Regions from separate parts of the Mus musculus genome. Here all the other regions are linked to region 1. A link is a contact called in public Hi-C and HiCAR-type data. All regions are on one chromosome and are shown on one strand. Each heading gives the region's core, a stretch centred on a gene start, on an enhancer-like site or on the middle of the called end of the contact. The rest is flanking DNA. Distances are from core to core; before and after follow the strand shown.

Evidence for each region. A called contact is a pair of places that touch in the nucleus more often than the background predicts. HiCAR-type assays count read pairs that join an accessible place to other places.
Region 2: a Hi-C map of myocytes shows a contact between it and region 1, with 1.9 times the contacts expected there. The contact joins two enhancer-like sites. A contact is called at or near these places in 5 of 484 Hi-C or Micro-C datasets (bone marrow-derived macrophages, embryonic stem cells, myocytes and 1 more) and 1 of 115 datasets of contacts at active chromatin or transcription factors (fibro-adipogenic progenitors).
Region 3: a contact with region 1 is called in a HiCAR-type map of astrocytes, with 8 times the contacts expected there. The contact joins two enhancer-like sites. A contact is called at or near these places in 1 of 15 datasets of contacts at CTCF or cohesin (large pre-B cells), 1 of 484 Hi-C or Micro-C datasets (stem cell-derived neural stem cells), 3 of 115 datasets of contacts at active chromatin or transcription factors (astrocytes, extraembryonic endoderm stem cells and neural progenitor cells) and 1 of 9 other capture datasets (embryonic stem cells).

What each region holds. Positions count from the first base shown.
Region 1 is chr5:67,009,356-67,012,834 of GRCm38.p6, reverse strand. All of the region lies in intron 13 of Limch1 (LIM and calponin homology domains 1), which reads right to left. Among named protein-coding and RNA genes, the nearest start is that of Gm33040, 12 kb to the right of the region's middle. Within about 2 kb of position 1,709, at least 49 of the 459 cell types and tissues checked have an H3K27ac peak or open chromatin away from gene starts, as enhancers often do. A contact at or near this core is called in astrocytes, myocytes and neural progenitor cells, where this site is marked.
Region 2 is chr5:66,759,216-66,762,694 of GRCm38.p6, reverse strand. All of the region lies in intron 1 of Limch1 (LIM and calponin homology domains 1), which reads right to left. Among named protein-coding and RNA genes, the nearest start is that of Limch1, 15 kb to the right of the region's middle. Within about 2 kb of position 1,739, at least 17 of the 459 cell types and tissues checked have an H3K27ac peak or open chromatin away from gene starts, as enhancers often do. A contact at or near this core is called in myocytes, where this site is marked.
Region 3 is chr5:66,864,545-66,868,023 of GRCm38.p6, reverse strand. The region is part of intron 2 of Limch1 (LIM and calponin homology domains 1); the gene reads right to left. Among named protein-coding and RNA genes, the nearest start is that of Gm52776, 28 kb to the left of the region's middle. Within about 2 kb of position 1,738, at least 41 of the 459 cell types and tissues checked have an H3K27ac peak or open chromatin away from gene starts, as enhancers often do. A contact at or near this core is called in astrocytes and neural progenitor cells, where this site is marked.

The DNA.
Region 1 (3,479 bases), core at 460-2,959:
TCCACCAGCATTAATTACCTTATTATGTAACGGGCATATCACATCTCAGTAATATTTTAGTTATGCATGGCTAACAGGTATCTACCTTTGAGACTTCTCAGATTGCTAAGTTATTTTCTATACAGTTAGTTCACCCTGAAATGATGGTTAAGACCTTACATCCTGGTATTCTGCATGGCTCAGTAATGGCCGTACTACGGTTACCAGGATTAATATTTAGTCATTTAGCAGGCATCATTGCTGCTGAGGCCCTTGACACGGATGGTAGCATTTAACCATCAGGGTGATCTTAGACAGTATCAGCCTGGTTCCTTCACAAAGGCTGAAGGTAAGTGGCTCGCAAGGGTCCCAGTGCCAGGAGGCCAGAGAGGTGGAAACTCTAAACTGGTTCAATCCTCAACCCAGGCCATCAGTGGCCTGAGAGCCATATTTACCATTGGTGATCTCTCAGGATTTAAGAGTTTCTGACCCAGAAGAAGAAACTAAGTACTGAGACTTTCAAGTTCACTGCAGAAACAATCCAAGCTGCCATTTCTCTTCCCTTTCTGCCCCGGACCAACTGTTCATTATTCTGCAGAAGGTTAGAACTTCCTGGAATCCTTCAGGGCAGGAGGCAGTTCAGTCAGCCCCAGAGCAGCCAAGACCGTGCTGTCCCCAGCCAGGCAGCCAGCCATTCAGAGTGCCATTCAGGGTGGAAAACAAATGTCGTTCTAAAATAAATGCATCATCTATGCAATCCATGCTCAAACGCTTAGTTTAAATGCATACTATTCACCCAAATCAAGCCACCACTAGCTAAATGTTCAGAGAGAGAGAGAGAGAGAGAGAGAGAGAGAGAGTGTCAAGAAGGCTGAAACTCAACTTAAAACTCTTTATATGCACCAAGAGAAAGAAGGGGCTATTTTTAAAAAATGAATTTAAAAGTGGTAATGTACCAGGCACCTTCTATTTTTCTATAAAGTTTTCTGAGCTCTGTAGCACACAAAGGCTATCTGTAATCAAGGGAAATTCCCAAAGCTGGTTTAATGAACCCAAGTCTGGCTTCTCCATCCTGAATGCTTGTTATTTCTGTATTAATGGCATTACATCCAAGGAAATGAGTTCAAAGTTGGCAGTCTTAACCAGCCCAGATAGAATCAGAGGTTTGCTCCTAAAACACACCCTTGCTGGCGAATGTGCTTTCTGACTCGTGCGTTCTGTCCCTTTGGTTACAGCTCGGAAGATAGGTCTTCCATCCTTCCACTGGAAACAGTTTTTCAAGGATGAAAACAAACAAAAACAGAGTCCTGGAAGGGAATGAATGAGCACACGGAAGGGTGTGCGTGAGGCTAAGCCAGGAGTTGGCGTCCCCTTCACCAAGAACTCCATCCAAACTAGCCTTACTGCCTGACTCAGCTCCAAGACCAGAGGCAGGAGGAGGCAGATTCCTGGCTTCAGAATCACACCGTTTAGCCACAAAAATCTACCTAGCTACTGGCTGCTCCCCAGCCTTGTCAGATTGGCAGAGAGCAATCACAGGATGGATGGTAGCTGAAGCAATCACAGGGATGGACGACAGCCGTTAAGGCAGAAGGGTGAGAGCCGGCCCAATACCTAAGCTACAGCTCATCGTTTGACCTCCATCGTTTAAATGGCGATGTCCAAGGACCTTCCTGGGACTATTCTGGGATGGTGAGAGATTTTCTGGCTCCAGGCCTTGACTAACTGGACGCAAGCCTGGAAAACCAGTGTATTTGTGTCCTGGCACTATGACCCAGTGCCACATTGCTATGCGTGTGATTCTCCTTTTGCCTTAAGAATCTGTCCCCACTAGAAGGAGAAGCAGCAAGCCAGCAGATCCATTCCTCTACGCTTTAATTACCTTCCCCGCCACACACACATTTGGACCATGCTAGCTACTGGATGCTTTTCAAGCCACTAAAGATGGGCTGTGTTCAATTTATCTCCTCTGGCACATATCATCTTGAAATTGCTAAACAATTTTTATATACAGATATACGTTAGTATTTAATAGATTTTCATTTCAAGAACATTAATCTACCAACCTTAAGATGACTTCTGGTTGGGGAAAAACACTTTCCTGTCGACATTTGACAGGAATCTGCAGTTGGTGTCAACTGCGAGGCAAACAGCGCCTACCCGGATGCCTTTGTCCTGCCCTCACTGAGAAGCAGAAGGAGCAAGAAAGATCTGATTGTTCCCCTGGGTCAGAAAACAGAAGGAAACTGCTGATTTTTTTTTTTTTTTGAGGAGGGCCACAAGCTTGTTGAAGACAAGGGACAAACAGCCCCACCTCATCACTCAGTCTGAGAAAAGCTCACAGAGTGCTTGAGGTACCCAAGAGCCGGGCTTGGCTCATCACACAAGAACTGCCATCGACCACTGGGGGCTCCGACATTGGGGATGAGTGACTGTGTGAGAGAAGTTTGGTCAGTCTTCATGAAATGGAGTGACCGGGGGTCTCTGTGCCTGGAGAGTGGAATCTTGGAAGCCCAGGTGGTAGAAGAGAGCCAAGACTGGAGAACACAACAGATACAGAAAGAGCCAGGGGAAGAAATAAGCGATAGAGTCTCCTAGAAAGAGCTGTTGACAGCTGCCTGACTTTTAGGGAATGAACTGGACTGACGGACACCAGCAGCTGGGAGAAGACAAAAAAATCCATCTCATACATATAAAATTCACATCTGCTCAAAATGGTAATTTCGATAATCTTATGTAAATTCCCCAAATCTTTATATTTCTCCCTATTTTGTATTTCTAGGGGGAAAATGTACTATTTTACCTTGTACTTGATTATGGTAATACAAAAAATAAGGGCTCCTGTGGGCTACAAGTCACCTGGACACCAAGCTAAGTGCTTGGCAGATGTGCAATCTCACAGTAACTATCTGGCATGTATTAGTCTAGGTAATAGTGCTCCAGTACTTACTTCTATACACAAACTGAAGTCAGACACTTACTTAACCATGTTCAGGCCGTGTTTGGCCTACTGCATGGAGTTCTTGAGGTAATTTGGGAGAGGGTCATTTTCAGACCACCAAGCAGGGAGGAGATCCAAATGCAAGCGTGACTGACAACGGCGGACAGAAACCGCCAGCACCACCGTGGAGATAGCTTTGAGGGAGACTGCACTAGCCAAGTCTCTTGTTGTGGTAAAAATACAGGGTGAAAGCAACATAAGGGAGGGAGGCTGCCTTGGGCTCTTGGTTCAAGGGGATACAGTCCGTCATGGCAGCAGGAGCACGAGGGTGCTGGCCACACTGCGTCTGCTGTCGGAAAGAAGAGATGGACGCTGGTGCTCAGCTCCCATTCTCCCTGTTCCTCAGACTATTTGATGATGCCATCCACGTTTAGAGTGGGTCTTCCCACCTCGGTGGTTAACCCAGCCGAGACACGCTCGGAGGCTTGTCTCCTAGGCAACTCCAGAGTCTATCCAACTGACAGTCAACACTGAATATCATGAAGATGGAAGTGCGACT
Region 2 (3,479 bases), core at 490-2,989, 250 kb after region 1:
ATTGAAGTAGGAGCTGTCTCTGACTCTGTTGTCTGCCATTTGTTCCCATGCACTAATTGGACTGCCTGTTGGGCTTCAGTGGGAGAGGATGTGCCTAATCCTGCTTTGACTGGATGTCCCAGGACTGGGTAATACGAAAGCGAAAGTGGGAATTCATTCCCGTTCTTTGAGGAGAAGGGATGGGGGTAGTGGGGGCAGAAATTTGTAAGGGTGGGACAGGGAGGAGAGGAGGGAGAAGAAACTGCAGCTAGGATGTAAAACAAATGAATGAACGAATGAACACACAAACAAATAAATGGGAAAACATAAAATGTTGTTAGCAACTTTAAAAAAATAGAAAGAATATGTTAGTTGGAGAAATGTCTGCTGCCTCCTCTACCACTAGGAGCAGAATGTCCTTGCCTGCCCCACCGACTGGGGCTTGGCCACACCACTTGCTTTGGCAGTGGAATATAAGTAGCTGGGATACAAGGGAAGACTTTAACCACATTCAGTGCATGTGTCTGGCTGGGCTCTGCTGCACCTGTCATCTGTTTGCCTAATGAGAACATAGCTCCCAAGTTGCCTCTGTCCAAAGAGAATAGACTCATGAAACCAACTTGAAGCCAGCCCATAGCTGGAACCAAATGAGGCCAACCTAGTGCTTGGACAAAGCCAACACTGCTGACGCAGCACATAATCATTATCTAATTCCATCACATCTCTGCAACTAAAAGGAAATGCATAGCAACCAGGCATCCTCTGATAATTTTTATAAATAACAATTGGAGTGAATTACTTGAAAACCACTTATTCCAAATTAGCATACTCACACAAACAACACATAGAAGCTTTTACCAGAAGTATTATATCCCTAGAATATTTTATTTTGTCTTTCAAAATAAGTAATATCTACATTTCCCATAAATTTTGAAATATAAATATGCCATACACCTTTTAATCACTGTTGCAAAGCAAAGGCTATTTGGAGATTCAATTTTCAATCTACAGATCACAGAGACACGAGTACATCAAATCCACCAGCCACTGGGCAGGAATCTCAGATGCTTCAAAGTTATCAAAACTTTGATTTTCAGCATTTCAATGACAGGCACATCAAACTGAGCAAATAGACACTTTAAAAATATAAATGTCAAAATGTCAGAGTGTGGGGGTCTAAAATATTACAGTTTGTGGATAACCTGACAGCATACCTAAATACTGTCACTCAGGGTTTGTTTGCTTTTTAAAGATCGCTAAAGTAACTATTTTAAAAGCCATAATGAAAAGCTCACTTCACTCTATTAACAACCAAAAGAGAAACGCTATGGAGAAAACAGACTTAATGTCAGGAGGATAAATAAGAAACTCAGATAGCATTGGAAATGTAATTGAGGAAAATACATAATAAAAAATATTAAAAATTTTAAAAAAAAGAAACTCAGGAAGGGGAACTATTCACCTTTCACGACTCTACCCCAGCCCATGCTTGATCACTCAAACGTGATGGATAAAGCTATTCTGTAATTCTAAGAAACCTAGAAAATCATAATTTCTAATCATCACCGCTATTTTCCCGCAAATCAAAAGAGAATTCTAATCAAGGGCCAAATACCCAGGGAGTGTCAGCAGATTCCGACTCCAGCTAAGCTGCAAGTCCAGTTTTATTTTTACCCTTCTCTTTCCCGGACTCTCTCTGCGTCGGGCCCCAGCTGCGCTCTGCCAATCTGGGTCACTCAACGCAGAGGATCAGTGGGCGACAGCCGCTGTGTCCACTTTTAGCAGGTTGCATGCCTGGGAAGTACTTGGGCAGAGCTGGCATGCTCTGGATCCCAGGGTCCAGTGAGGAGTGACTGAACACTTCTGCTCTTCCTAGGTTTCTGGGGAACGTGAGTTAGACAGGAGAAACAGACACCAGCCATTGGAATTGGCTCTAAAAAAACAGCCATCTTATAATTCAGCATGAAGTATATCCTCATAAATACTAAGAGGAAAAGAGGAAATTATTTGTCTTCTTAATCAACACTTTAAAAATCAATGTGCTACATTGTATCTACTTTTTATAACTAGTGAAACCAATGTGGTGTATTTGGGTTGGGGGATTGCAAACCCAACATTGATGCTGCCTCCAAAACAGACATTACTTTTTAAGTCTCACAAAACAGAAATAACGCCAGGCTTTGAGGCACACACCTGTAATCTCAGGACTTGGATTACTTGGGCTGATGTAGGAACACTGCAGGTTCCAGGCTGGCTTGAACTGCATAGTGGGACCCTGTCCAGAAAGGAATAAGACAATGTACTGATGGCTTTTTAAAAATCACCCTAGGATCATAACCCTATGCTCTCTTTAAGGAAGTAGTCACAGGTTTTTGTGTTGTATTTTCTTCCTTTCTTACCACCCACGAGATATGTTCCTATATATTATAGCATTATTATTGTGTGTGTGTGTGTGTGTGTGTGTGCGTGTCTGTATGCATATGTTGTGTGTGTACCTGCACACGACGATGCATAGGCACATAAGTGTGCATATGTGTGGAACCCAGAGGATAACTTCTGATGTCATCCAACTTGTTTCTTGAGGTCAGGTCTCTGAACACCATGGAGCTTGCCTTAAATAAGTGGGGCTAGTTGGGAACTGCAGAGATCCTTCTGTCTCCACCTCTTTGGCCTTGGGATTACAAACACCTCAGAGCCTGGCTTTTTTCTTAGGTCCAGGAAGTCAAACTCAGGTCCCCATCTTGCACAGTGAGCACTTTACTGACTGTGCTGTCTCAGAGCCCACGGTTGCATTTGCCTCAAAATGCTCATGATATGTCTTCTTGGCCTCTTCCTCGGCCACTCCTTGCATTCTTCCACCACAAGGTCCCAGATTTTCCTTTAAGGGACTCTCTGCTTCTTTGTTGCATAGCAGCCAAGCCCTTTGAGAGGGATAGGCCAGGCTAGAGTCTGATTGACCCGGGCTCATCAACTCCCCTTCCCTGGACATCATGAATAAGGGCTATGACCCCTTTCTCTACCTGAGGCATGTAAGGAGAATGTGAAGACAGAACTCACTAGACCTCTTGGGCTGGAGCAGGGTAGGCAAATGCCATTATAGAAAGCTAGAACACGAAGCCACTAAAGCACAGCCCTGTGGAACAGCTGGGAGAATCCAGGTCCTCTCCAGTGTGGCTGATACAGCTGAGTCAGCCTAGCCTGCGTCAACCACTCTCCTGCCTGACAAGCTAGGAGGCTTGCTATTTCTCTAAAGCCAATTCCTGTGGAACTTTTCTTGTGCAACCATAAAAATGCCAACAGGCTCAGACTCTCTCTCTCTCTCTCACACACACACACACAAGTTCAAGGGAAATCTTACTAAATATGCATAGGATGCAATAGAAACTCAAATAAGAAATTAAGTTGCAGATACCTCTATCATACAACTCAAAACTCTAAACCAGCAGGGGGAAGGTCAGTGTTGTATTACATCAGATCTCGGTTAGGGTCCATCAGGCCCG
Region 3 (3,479 bases), core at 489-2,988, 140 kb after region 1:
TTGACATAGGCTCAAAAGCAATAGGTAACCAACCATGGACAGAAACCCCTGAAACTGTGAGTGGACACCTTTATTATTTTTAAAGAGTATTGTCTTAGATATTTTGTTACAGTAATAGAGGGCTGACTAGCGATCACTGTCATTACTTTGAGGAATATCTAATCTAAAAATATAATTATCCTGAGTACTGTCATGTGCGAGACTAATTTCTAAATCTAGGCACAGCCAAAATACCTTTCAAACCCAAAACATGGGAGAGAACACTTGAAATGAGCACTTCCATTTATACTGTAGGTGGACTCAGCCATGTACACACAAAACACTGAATACAGGATGTAGCAATCAGGTAGTTAGTGGACAGAAGGGTGCCCAGTGTGGTTGTGTGTTTAGGACTTAGAGAGATGAAACTGGCCAGAAAGGAGAGCACTCCAGAGGCTGGAAGGAAGTGAAGCAAGTGTGGACAGGAAGACATAGAGCCAACAGCAGGGACCACAGCTCATATTCTGGGGCCAGTGCACAGGGACAGCACTGGCACACTCTGTGGAAACCTAGCAATCAGACATTCAGGGACACCTGTCAGTGGAAACGCAACCATATCCTGAAGGAGGGATGAGGACGGAAGAATTCAAGTTTCCCTTCCCGCCTGGGATGAGGTAAGCAGGCTCTTTCCACCATAAAGTTAGCCTTCCAGAGCAATCTACAGGAGCTCAAGGAAAAGTGGGCACCAGGGCTAACCACACCCACCGGCCTCAATTTTTTTCCATCTCCTTTGCTCTTTGTTTGCTCTAGTAAAAAGAAGGAAGTCTACTTTTACAGTTCACCTTAAAAAGAAATAATTCATAAGGCAGACCCTGGGTAGGCTATTTAAGAAAGGACCCTCTCCTGTGGGTAACCAAAGAAAACACTGAGAGGAAAAAATGGTGGAGACAGGACATTTCCACACTTCGTCGTGGGAAACCAGCCCACCCAGCTTGACAGCCCATGAGAGGCCATCAAAAGATCAAATTATTACAGAACTTCAATTTGGGAGCTACTAAAGCCCCCTAAATGGCAGCAAAGCCTAAGTGAGCATGGGGCTCCCCCAGGAGGCAAAGCAGCAGACCAGCCTCCTGCCACACCGCAGTTTCCTGCCTGATTCTAAGTCAATCCATGTATATGAAATCTCTCCAGAAGTCAAGAGATTAAGCTTTTTTAAGTCAATAGAAGACTTGCATCTATCAAGACATGGGATTTGCAAGGTGGGAAAAACCACGCCATACTGGAAATAGTTATTGAATGATAATTATCCTAAAATAAATGTCAAACACAGTTGTGAGCAGCATCAAGAGCAGCTCCAAGACCCAAGATCTGTGTTATCTCAAGGTCTCAACAAGGACAAGAGCAGATGGGACAAGGAGCCCATGGCTTTACAAGGAGAAAAATGTTACAAAGATGGATGAGGGCAAGCACGTTTCAAAGGCAAGATGCTGGCAGGCTCCAAAGAGTTCCCCAAGAAGACTTTGTAATCGATGCTGAGAGAACGGCTTGAAAGGATCGACTGTGCCAAGAGGCTATTGATTTCTGGAGAACCAGGGGTCCATTCTACTCATTGCGAGAGTCCTGTGCACTGGCCTGGCATGGTTTCCGTGTGTGGGATTTTTTTTTTCTGCACAGAAGGCCACTGGGATACTCGGTCTTTGCTTTAGTCCCCACCTAAGCGAGGCCAATCTTCAAACAAAAAGCAGTTTTTCACTAGCGACCTTAGGGGGGAGGGGCGAGAGCAGCTCAAACTGTCCTCACTTGAACTCGAAGGCTTAATGAGTCTTGATGCCCAAAAGCTGGAGACAGGCCAAGTCAGTGGGGCCAACTGTGATTTGGCAGTGAAGCAAGAAGGAAACCTACACAGAAGGCCTATCAAGTTCTTACCAGCCTGCTAAGAGCAGCGCGAGTAACAGTGGAGGGGACCAAGTGTGCTAAGATTTGACTGAGAATCTGGGTTGGTGAAAAAGCTTCAGACAAAGTCTAAAGATACAGTGAGCACCACCATCATCCGTCCACGTGGCCAGCTGGACAGAGGAGATGGGAAGTCCAGGCTGTTTACCTGCTCAGGTCATTGTGTATACTTAGTTAGAGTTAGGTCTAGAGCTCAAACAAAGCAATGCTATTCCCAAAGCAACAGTATGAAACCAGTGGCCAACGGCTAGGATGAGCATGCATCCCAGTTCTCAGGGGGCAGTCCCAAATGCCACTTGTGTCGGTGTCTCATCTACTACCCATCCACTGTGAGTGCCATCTTGGTTTATAACTGTAGGGTCAGTCCATTCACAAACCATCAGGTCACAGTAACCCCGCTTCCTTCTCAGGGGCTCGGGAAAGCCTTGCATGTGTTGTTCGTATTACTTAAGCTCTTTCACAGTAGCCCACTGAGAAGATGAAACACAAGAGGCAAACCTAACCCGGCCAGGTGGGAACGTGATTATTTGATGTCACTCATTAGCAAAGGCCTCTGTCATCTATCTCCTCTGCTACTGGGGCATGGCTACCTCAGCCTGATTTGCACAGGTTCTTGGGAACACAGGAGGCTGCTTTAGCTTCCTAAGAGTCTCCTTAGCAACCTAGGTTTCCATGGCATCACACATTCCTGGTTTCCTCTCAGCTCTCTGATAGCTCTTTTGTCCGCATCTCTCTCCTCTCCCGGGAACAAGGGAGAAACTCCCCCAAACTGAGATGTGTTCTGCTCCTCTCTCTGGGTGTGGCTTCCTCTCAGACCCTGCCAAGTCTCAAAGCTTACCCACGATATCTAATCAAGGCTCTCCTGTCACCCTCCTAAGCTCCCAGTCCTCAATCCCTAAAGGCCCACAGTTCTCCCCCTTGGGTGGTGTATCTATATTTCAAGCTTGACCTGCCCAAACTGAAATTATAACCCTTCTCCACAGAGGACCCTGAGAGTATAGCCGTGTGGTCTGTCATTCACAACAGAGATATCTTGGCTTTAAAAAAAAAAAAAAGATCTTTGTATTCATCAATACACTCTATCCTGATGACTTCATCAATAGTCTCACTTCTGCTCTGGAGGTCAAACTTCCAAATCTTTGTGTGGCTCCCGGGGTCCTGCAGAGCTCAGTCTCCCTACCTCGCTGCACCCACTCTGATTCCATGCCTTGCCCCCCATGTTTGAGCCCAACATGTCCATCCACAGTTCTTCCCATAGACACTCTTCTTCCTGTTGGAGGTATGGCATCCCATCATCCAGAGTACGTTTCTTTTCTACCTCATCTCCTCTGGCAGTAAAAGAGTTTCTAGACTTCCTCAAACTCTCTGTCGAAACATTGCATCCTCCAGGCAGCCTGAGGCTTATCTCCACGTGGAGTTCTGATTCGGAGACTGAATCTGATTACCTCCCTCATTGGTTGTCTGACTTCACTGTTTAGTGGGCTATCACTAAGAGTGACATCACATTTTCTAAGTGGGTTCTTAAAATGCTTCCTTCAAGGGCTAGG